2 separate regions of the Pan troglodytes genome follow, and region 2 is linked to region 1. Evidence: chromatin contacts called from public Hi-C data. All regions are on one chromosome and are shown on one strand. Each heading gives the region's core, a stretch centred on a gene start, on an enhancer-like site or on the middle of the called end of the contact. The rest is flanking DNA. Distances are from core to core; before and after follow the strand shown. Region 1 overlaps LOC134810102 (a long non-coding RNA gene). Region 2 overlaps ZNF608 (zinc finger protein 608).

Region 1 (5,211 bases), core at 1,119-3,618:
ATTTTTCTCCAAAATGATATATTAGCCATAGCTTTAACACTGTGTTTATCTAATATGCAAGTACATACAATTTTAATGTATATATTAACTATGAAAATATATTTTCTTTCTGCCTTAGAAATAAGCACCTTTTTCTTTGCAATAGTCACCAAAATGCTCATTATCCCAATAGATTTCTCTTGATTAGGCTGAGTGTATGCATTAATTAACCTCACCTGGATTATTTTATTCAAAAAAATTAAAAATACTAAAGCACATTTCATTCCAACATTCCCAATGTTGAAAGTCTTCTGACTTTCATGAAACCTCTTCAGAGTGAATGAAAAGAGGTGAAGATGCTCATTAGCTTGTAATTCCTGAATGTGACTGTGTCCTAAATTCTTCAAGATGCCATAAGCAGAATGTTTGTACATCAAATGCGTGTTTTTATCATTATTTCTCTTTTAATAAGCGCAACATTACACTCTATAGAATGGAAATTATTTATTTAAATACAGATTTTATAAAGGGTTTTCTATGATGTTCAACCTGTCAGTATTTTATCAGGCTACAAAACTTAATTTGGATTATTCAGCCTTAAAAAGGAAGGAAATTCTTACCTATGCTACAATATGGAAGAAGTTGTCATAAAGGTTGACAACTTTATGCTAAGAAAAATGACCAGTCACAAAAAGACAAATATTGCATAATTCCACTTATAAAAGGTACTTAAAGTAGTCTAAACCATAGAGACAGAAAATAGAATTGTGGTTGTCAGGGTCTGGGGGGTGGTGTAAATAGGGAGTTATTGCTTAATGGGTATGGAATTTCAGATTTACAAAATGAAAAGCATTATGGAGATTGATGATGTTGATGGTTACATAACATATGAACGTATTTAATACCACCAATCTACACAATTAAAAATAGTGAAGATGGCAAATTTTATGTTATGTGTATTTTACCACAATCATAATAATAATAATTTTTAAATAAAACTTAATTTTGTCTTGCTTTACTAAATACTATCCTCCTTCTAGTTATTTTTGCCTCTGGCACCATGATCCAATAAGCCAAACATGAGTATCAAACAACAAACTGTTAAGAATTTATTACCACCTACCATGCACAAGGTATTTAAGGAATATTAGGAAATATAAAGCAATTTCTTCATAAAAGCCTGCAGAATTCTTTATAAGTTTTCACCTATCAAAAAATAAACACTTATGGAGTTTAAAAAATGGTGAACTCAAAGAGACATGAAGATTTCAGATGCTTGCAGAGTTTCCAGGCTCTAAGTAATTAGGTTTATTTCCATGTCTTCTCTCGGAAAGATGGGTACCAAGTCCACAGGAAGAAGTAAGTTCTTGGATAGATCCAGTGCAAGGTCAGTTTGCCTTAGCAGAGCACCAGAGTTCAGCAAAAGAATGAACATGTTCTAATGTCAAGGTAAGTAGTCTTGGGGGTGAGACCAGGTGAGAAGATGGTGACAGGGCTGGCAAAACTTGATGGGAAATGGGCATCTAAAAATTATAAGGTACTACACTTTCACTGCAAACCTGACCTCAGGTTGTTTCAATTTTATATCTCACGTTGCTGCCTCTAAAATGTATCCTTAATCATCTTAACAGTCATTGGCATGGCATTACTTTTCAACGTGGTATCATTAAATCAGGAATAGTAGTTTAAGGAGAGGAGCTAACACCTCCCAGGTGACCGGCCAGTGTCCTGCCCTCCATGCCATGAGGTGTAGGGAGGCAGAGTATGAAATCCTGACAGGAGCAGTGGGTTTACTTCCTAAGGGTTTGGTGAAGCAGAATAAGGGAGTGATAAAGATTAGGCCACAGTGACCTACTTTTAACACCAGCCACTAAGGCGCCTCAGTTGATTGTGAGCACTACACAGTAGAATGCTTTAGAACAAAGAGTGCGTAACGTGAATCTTGCACACAGAGAGGCGTTTGAAGCTTAAAAAATACCCAAATATACAATGGCCTCTTGTTTAATTATAGTAATTATTCATCAGACTCCAGATGTTAGGAAAGAAAAAAACTTTATCTTTTTATGATTAGAAGCATGAATCCTTTCAAATGTGTGTGTCACTGAAATGGAATGTATCTAATCATCAACTTGCAGCTGAAAGAGTGCCGAGTAAATAACTGAAGCCAATCCAGATACTTATTAAAAGAATTTGTTTCCAAAGGGAAAGACAAATACCTTCCATTTGAAAGAAATCAACCCTACAAAAAAGTCAAAAGTACTTGGGGCATTCTGGCAGCATCAGGACTTATTTTAAAACGTTCAATCAAATTCTTGTCCAAAATCCATTCATGGCTATGCCCTTATTGTGAGGCTGCTGCATTCTTTCAAAAGTGATTGAGAGGCCCAGAATTCAAGGTCTCACTAGTTATGCATCACTGAATCAGGGGAGAATGTAAGGCAGCCTCCCAGAAGACCAGGCCTGGAAATTCGTATCTGACGTCCAGTTCCTTAGGCTCCACCAAACTCCATGAAATTAAAGAGAAGGAAACAAACTTCTCTTTCTGCTGGGGTCCCAAACACATAATTGGACAATAATTACTGAGCAGTGGTAGCCAGCCTCTAAGGCAGCCCCCAGTGGTCTTCACCTCTTTATATTCATGCCCTTATGTAGTTTTTTTCCACTTTGAATATAGATGACCATGTGAGCAAGTGTATCACTTAGAAATGACAGTGTGTGTCTTCCCAGCCCAAGTCATAAAAGGCATTACCACTTCTAGCTTGCTCTCTGTCTCTCTTTCTCTTTCCCTCTCTTTCTTTCTGTCTCCTCCTCTCTCTCTCAGATCACTCACTTTGGGAGAAGCCAGCCACCATGCCAGTAGATACTCGAGATGCCCAACAAAAGTGACCACATGGTGAGAAACTAAGGCCCCTTATCCATAACCAGCACTAATTCGCCATGTAAGTCACCTTGGAATTGGATCCTCCAGCCTTGGTCTAGTCCTCAGATGACTGCAACCACACACAGCTACCATGTTGACTGCAATCTCAAAAAAAGACCCTGAGCCAGAATCACCATCTAAGCCCCTCCCATATTCCAGCCCCACAGAGTTATGTGAGATAATAAATGTTTATTATTTTGAACCACTAAGATTTGGGTTAATTTGTTACATAGTCATAGATAAATATTGCTAAGGGTAATCTTAAACTGCCTGACTGGATCCTTTCACCTTGAGGCCTCTCCATAAATAAAGCCATGCATTTCATTTCAGGCCCAAATAATAATTACATGGTGTGTGTGTGTGTGTGTGTGTGTGTGTGTGTGTGTGTGTGTGTGTGTTGGGGGAATCCACCTCTTCTACCCTATGATACAGAATACAGCTCAGGGATACCAAAACATACTATGCTTACTCATTTCATGGACACTCACATTAGGATATATGCTTCAAGAACTTTTTCTATCTGCATTTAAAAAAAGAGAAAATAGTAGCTTCACAAATTATTGAACTTAATTTATATATTTAAATCACCACCATCTTCAAGGTAATATGCCAAATGTAGGAGATATTCATAGATCTAAGAGTGTGCATAGACCCTGCACTCAAAGAACCTACTCTAGGGGGAAATGCAAGTATACATGCATCTGTAAAATAAAAATTCCACTAAAATATACAATAAATTTGTATAGTGATAATCAGGGACAAGCTAGAAGTTATTATTTGAAATTTGGTTCAGTAATAGGTAGGGCTTCAAATGGGCAAAAGAGGAACTGAGAAGCCATTTCAGAAGGAGGGTGCAGCATGAACCCAGGCAGCCTCAGAACCAGTGGGGAAGAAACCTCGGAATGTACTAGAAATACACCAAGGTTTTGCATATTGCAGCCAGGGATTTACATTTAGTTAAGTAGCCAGCAAGAGATATTGAAGTGTTGTGCAAACTGGGATGACCATATGAAAACTGCACTTCAGGAAAAATAATTGAATATATAGAGAACATATTAGAAGAGGGAAAGGCTGAAGGCAGTACCGTGAGAAGGCTGTGGTCATGGTCTAGACAGGAGGAACAGAAGTAGGAATTACAGAGCAGACAGCGAGAATAGAAAGGAGGAGTATATGTGAGAGGCAGAAATTATGGAGTCTGTAGGTTCTGCCACTAACAGGATGAAGCTAAAGTAGGGAAAAGTGGGAGAGGTTGGAGCAGACAAAGAAGACACAGGTGTTTCAGGCTAGGAGATGAACAGAATTAACAGAATTAGGGATGGACAGAAGCGGTGTCTGTACTGAGACTGGAGAACAAGGAGGTGAAAATTCAAATATAAATACACATTAGAACTCTCCAGCCTTCTGCTATATCATCCTCAGACTGCAGGTGGGTGTCTTTTGCAAGTACAAATACTTTGATTTGCATTGGAAACTGTCAGCTGGACTTGTGAATAACATATAAAACCATTCTGTATACCAATGCAAATATTCTTTGCATCAGCAGATAGAAATACTGAAAAGCTCCAAATTAGACATCACAACAAAAAAGCCTTTGTGGTTTTTGGCAAATAAGCTTTTTAAACAAAATCTGACCCCATCCCATCTTGAAATATGTCTTTTAAAAAACTCTTTGTCTTGCCATACTTTTATAAAATGGCTGAAAAATACCATCACCTAACTCAGTTTTCTCAACTTCTCAAATTCTTCCTGGCAGTTCAACTACGGAAAAATCAAAACCTGTCTTGCTCACGGGCAATCAGCTAATTCTGTGAAGTAGCATTCTCCATCTGATTTAAACACAGTTGCCCTTGTGTATTCTGAGCTTGTTCTATATACTTAGCTTGAAAAATGTCCAGATCTCAAAGATAGAGCTCTTCTAATCTACCAATGCCAAGGCTTCTATGCAAAGCTAGGGTATAAATCCAGATCTTCAAATTAAGCTGCTGGATTTATTTTTTTTCTATGCATATACATGAAGCAAATATTTACTAAATACAAGTTTATTTGCAAATTAGAACTGCTCCTGGCTAAGGTGCCATAATCAGCAGAGGAATATAAAAATAATAATAACAGCAACAACTTACCAGGGCCTTAGTAGCACCATTTTAAGCACTTTAGATATATTAACTCACTTAATTCTCATAATACTACAAGGAATTTTCTTTAAAGAGACAAGGTCTCATTCTATTGCTCAGACTGGAGTGCAGTGGTGCGATTATATCTCACTGCAGCCTTGAACTCCTGAGCCCAAGTGATCCTCCTGCCTCAGCCTC
Region 2 (5,211 bases), core at 1,738-4,237, 330 kb after region 1:
TTTCCATCACAAAAGAATTGGCAAATAACTAAAGCACGGGAACACATAACTAAAGTGCGGCTGTGCTAGTCATAAGCCTATAATAAAGCACAGATTTGATAGCATTATCCATGTACTGTGGTGAACCACACACAAATAAACAGTTCTCCATGAAGAATGAAAACCCAAGGCTTCAACCCTTCCAGTTCAAACATTTTTGTTGTTTTTAACATGAGCCATCCATAAAATCAGCCAAGGAAGTGACAGGAAATCCAGAAGTAATCTGGTCTGGCTATGCACGCTTTGGAAAAAAAAGTTAGAAGATGCTTTCCAACTCATCCTGATGATGTCTGAGGTGAATAATGGATAAAACTGTAAAATCTAGGTACAAAAACAAAAGGTACTTTTATGCCAGCTGAATCCAAACACATGATGAGTGTAGTTTTAAAAAAAAAAAAAGTACATTTCCTCCAGCATGGGGAAAATTTTCTAACCTAACTAGGAACAACTTAGACACAACCTTTGAACCTTCAGTGACTAATGCGAAGGACAAAAAGGTGTACCAAAAGCGGCCAGAGGGCCAGATGTGCTTTCCCTAAGAAACTAAACCAGGAGTTTTCTTTAATCAAAAGGACAAACAGTGACTTCCAGGAGTTTATGAAAGTGTGACCAATTGGAACTTTGTCGTCTGTTGCTAATTGAGGCATATAAAAGAGTCCACTTCTTAAAACATACTACTAACACTTTTTTTAAAAATTCTCTGCCACATGACAAAAACCAGAATCGAGTTGACTGGTAGAAGATCAGTGCAACCAAAGACCAAGCTATTATTTCAAACTGTCAGGGGAAGGCAGTAAAATTGCTACCAGGTCTCCTTAAGTTACCCTTCAATAAAAAGAAGCCATCAGGGAAATAAGAGGAAAAGAAAACACATCAAAACCTTAAAAGTCCCTTTAAGTAAAATTATACGTCTGTGGCACCATGCCATCTGCTCTCTGGTTAGCATAATAAGCCAATTCCACAACCTAAATATCTGCTTTCTGAAATCATTATGTACAACACAAAATATAATCAATATATTTTTACTTGCTTTTTAAACTGTAAAAGCTACATTCATGTGGCATTATTATTGGAATATGCCTAAATGTCCCTGTAGACACATTTTTCTTAAGGTGCTAGCTGACAATGAGGATTCCCAGGAGGCAGAAAGCTCAGTAGTTGGGTTGGAATAGTCACAGTGAATAATAATCAAACTAGGTCGGGGGGTGGAAATGAGAAAGAAGAGTAAGTGGCTTTGAAAAATCCACAGAAGTATTTGTTCATCATTTCAAACCTATTTGTTCTAACTGAAACACCTTTTCCTTTGAGTTCTCTATTACGATTACAATATATACCTTTAAGTTTTCATTTAGTTTCACTGGGGGGAAAAGCCTTCTGAATACCAGATGGGATCCCTGTGGTTCAAGGCCCACAGACCTAGCAAAATATAAGTATTTGCTTTGTGATCATTTCAGTTCTTAAGGCAAAACCCATCATCTTTTCTACTACATTCCCAAAGGTATTTCTAAGAAAAATTTAGCAAATATGCAAAATTCAGCTTTAGGAGCAAAGTCTCACTTTGGATATGCAAGAGGTTGCATATCCTTTGAGCTCTCAAAATAACATTACAAACAGCCCAACTGCTGGTCAATCAACTATGAATAGTTTAACAACCTTTCATTCAGTTGCAAAGGCTTTGTTCCCATTGCCAAAACCTTGAGCTTAAATTAAAAAGAACTTGTGACAGGGAGCAAGTAGTCACTAGTGAAACTGCAGTTGGGAGAAAGAATTAGACACAGAGGGAGAGGTCCATATATTCTGCAACAGAGTGGAACGTAAAACCAACAGTGAACATTTTTTAAAGAATACAGCCCATACTAACTAAATACTCCCAATCCAACATCTGTATATGCAGTTACAACATTTATATACACACACCTATGAAATACCAGTTACAGGGCACCAATATCATACACATATTACTTACTCTCTAATGACAATCTAAGTCATCACTGAGGCAGGGAGCTCACCTGTTCTCCATCCCTTTAATCTTCAATGACTACATTAGGAGAGTATTATGATCATTTATCAACAAGAATCCTAGTGAAGAAAGGTTATTTTCCCTAAGATGTTGCTAACAAGGATAGCCCAGTATTTCCTTAGTTCTGACTTCCATATAACACAGGAATGTAATACAAGTAATTTAGGAATAAACTGTTTTGTATTCAAGCAAAACCCTTGATGTTCAGATTGCTGGCAAGTTCAGAGGGCTGGCAATCAAAACTATGTTGTGCTGCAGTAATTACTATGAAAAACTTCCAGTGCTTAATATTAAAGAATAGAATAACATGATCCTGCCACCTCTTCTACACCTCTAGAGTGTGTTCAACGTGGCAATTATCTTCCTTCAAGAAGCAGAGAGTTTAAACTGCATTGAAACTCAATTATACTCATGACTTTTGAAAACATACACTCCGAGTCAGGTTTCATCACATTCAAATCACTGCACAATATCTTATGAAACAGATTTTATCCCCCTCCCACAAGACATCTTCAAGCATAAAAATGACTTATTTTCAGCTCTGTACCCACTTTTCACTTCATTAAAGTAGAGGGGTGGCTGAGCAATGCTGAAAGACAAAGAAGGATCTCAACTGATAAAAACAATTCAACGTGCAGCTCTCCCACACGTCATTACCCAGGCAGCCTAGAGCTGCCACCACGTTAAAAAAGCAGATCACACACTTGTTAACAAAAAGCACATTACTTTGCTACTTTTAAGAATGCAAAGAACTAGGAGTAGTAGATTTATGATTTAAGTGCTTGTGGCTAAAATAGCTTTCCAATTATCAAGGGCCTCTTAGGAAGAGCAAGAATGCATTATGTGTTAATGACCACAACCAGGGGTCCCTTTCTCGACTCTTTTGTCAGAACCCAAGCAGATCCTCCCCGCAGCTTCACCATTAACATGTCTGTTTCCTGTCAGGCCACTCAGAGATAATGTCATTTATCTCAGGGAGGCACAAGCCCAGTCATTAGCTTCAATAAAAGACCTCAAACAAAGGCCGGATAATGTTTTACCCAGGGCTCTAACTAAACCCAGAACCAAGATTCTTAGTGTCTAAAAGTCAAGGACTCAAAAGTTACCCTTCCTTAAAAGGATATTTTCCTCATTATCAACAATCCTAACTTACAGCTCTGAACAAGAGCAAGGTCTATGTATAGTAAACACCAGTCCACAGCAATATCACACACAATTAGATTAACTGATAAACGCTGACCAGAGTTGGCGTGAGAGCCTTTTCCCCTCCTTGCCTCCAGGGGGAAAATTGACAGAATAATTCAAGTACTGACTAAATAGTCAGCTCTTTGGAAAAGCTGACCGCTCATTGTGATTGCCTGCAGGAACTGTATAACCATTATAAAGTGTTCAATGGCTGGGCTTCTGGAAATCTTTTAAATAAAAGTGGAACTGGTTAAAATAAATGCAGGAACATGTGTTTTCACAGTGTTGCTCATATTACTGCAATTTCAAGTTTCTATGAAGTACCAGGTGAACTTTTTTAAATTAAAAAAAAATACACGCGCACACACAGACACCGTCGAAATTGGAGCAAATCACAGCCATTCAATCCCTCTTTTTCATGCTGAAAACGAAGAACAGATGGTACTTTCCATGTTGTTTGAATCTGGTTATTGAACACCTCTGTGGTTAGGGAGATTTCTGCTTAGCACTTTCGGCATACATTTCATTTACTAACTATAAAATGCTGCTTAGGAAAAATAAGTCTTTATAACAGTCTAATTAAAACCATCTTGCAGCCAAGCAATTTCACTTGAAGAGCATTCTTAACTTCATGACATTTGGACTATCAATCCCTCCCCCCACCGTTTTTTACAGACTATTTGCAAAGTTATTAAAAGTTGCAAAACATTATTTATCTCCTATAGGACAATCTTGATCAGTTATGCATATTCCTTCTCTCTCCAGCAAAGCAAACGGATTTCACACCCCAAAGTCAGAATTCAGTGATGGGTCTGATTACACAAATACCTAAGTTCCATGTGTTCTTGGGGAAAGGGCAGCCCCTCCCTCAAAAAGCCCTGTCACCCTGTGAGGAGGCCTATAGAAAAGTAAGGAGCTGGATCAATGCTGATTGGAAGCCACCCTTAGTTACCAACATTTTTAACAGCTAAATCTCTTATGTAGCTTTCAAAACAGTTTGCTGTCCAACAACAATGGACTCTGTTCTTTAATTATAGCAAGTGACCCCTCTGCCCTTTTATTTCACAGTAGATACACTACACTCTAGGCAGAATTCATATGGGACACTATATTTGAAAAAAAAAAAAAGCATAATGTCCACAAAACTCATTAATCAAAATATGTTCTTAAACTGCTCACACTCACTTAGAAAATGTGCCAGAATTCCCTGGTGAAGTATAAAAAGGCCTCTACAAAAGAATAAAATAAAATGAATGATATCCTTTATGGACAGGTCCATTTGTAGACACCACCTTTATGACCAGGGCCATCTTAATGAAAGCAATATGATATTACAGAAATAATTCTCTTCCCTGAATAGGTATTGAGACACAACTATATGACCTCTGTGCCTTTCACTTCTGTTTAAGTATCAGCCACTTTTAGGATTTTTGAGTTTTTGTATATATTTTTGAATTTTCCAGAAATCAAATAAACCCATCAACTTTACATATAAACTGTTTATTTATAAAGCCCAGCTGAATGCCTCCCTATCTGATAAGTCAAAACTGTAAGATGGCTAGGAGGATACATAAAGAAGAGCTTTAATACAAGGCTATTATGCTTCACAAGAAAGGAGGGGAAGGTGGAGAGGCAGGTTTTAACAACCAAAAGCCAACCCATCAAATCTACTTATTCAGACATGTCACTGGTGGCTTAACCACAAAATGGGCTACAGAAATATAGCTCAAACATCTTAGAATTATGGCATGTTTTGATTTTGTTCACGTATTAAGGGAGTGGCGACTTTTACAACATACTTGTGGTTTCCACATAAAGGAGTAGAACACTCATTGATTTAATTAGGTTTCATAAGGTCCAATTCATCATGTTTTACATGACTTTGTGTAGTGAAGAAACAGAATAAACAGACCAAAAATAGACATTTAAGCATGCATGCTATGAAAATTAACCGGTGACAGCAAGTC

What was found. Hi-C and Micro-C count contacts between places; a contact is called where the count stands out from the background.
Region 2: a Hi-C map of stem cell-derived neural progenitor cells shows a contact between it and region 1, with 7 times the contacts expected there. The contact joins two enhancer-like sites. A contact is called at or near these places in 1 of 7 Hi-C or Micro-C datasets (stem cell-derived neural progenitor cells) and 1 of 1 datasets of contacts at active chromatin or transcription factors (stem cell-derived excitatory neurons).

What each region holds. Positions count from the first base shown.
Region 1 is chr4:122,161,568-122,166,778 of NHGRI_mPanTro3-v2.0_pri, forward strand. All of the region lies in intron 1 of LOC134810102 (a long non-coding RNA gene), which reads right to left. Among named protein-coding and RNA genes, the nearest start is that of ZNF608, 340 kb to the right of the region's middle. Within about 2 kb of position 2,369, at least 9 of the 24 cell types and tissues checked have an H3K27ac peak or open chromatin away from gene starts, as enhancers often do. A contact at or near this core is called in stem cell-derived neural progenitor cells, where this site is marked.
Region 2 is chr4:122,490,849-122,496,059 of NHGRI_mPanTro3-v2.0_pri, forward strand. The region is part of intron 2 of ZNF608 (zinc finger protein 608); the gene reads right to left. Among named protein-coding and RNA genes, the nearest start is that of ZNF608, 10 kb to the right of the region's middle. Within about 2 kb of position 2,988, at least 7 of the 24 cell types and tissues checked have an H3K27ac peak or open chromatin away from gene starts, as enhancers often do. A contact at or near this core is called in stem cell-derived neural progenitor cells, where this site is marked.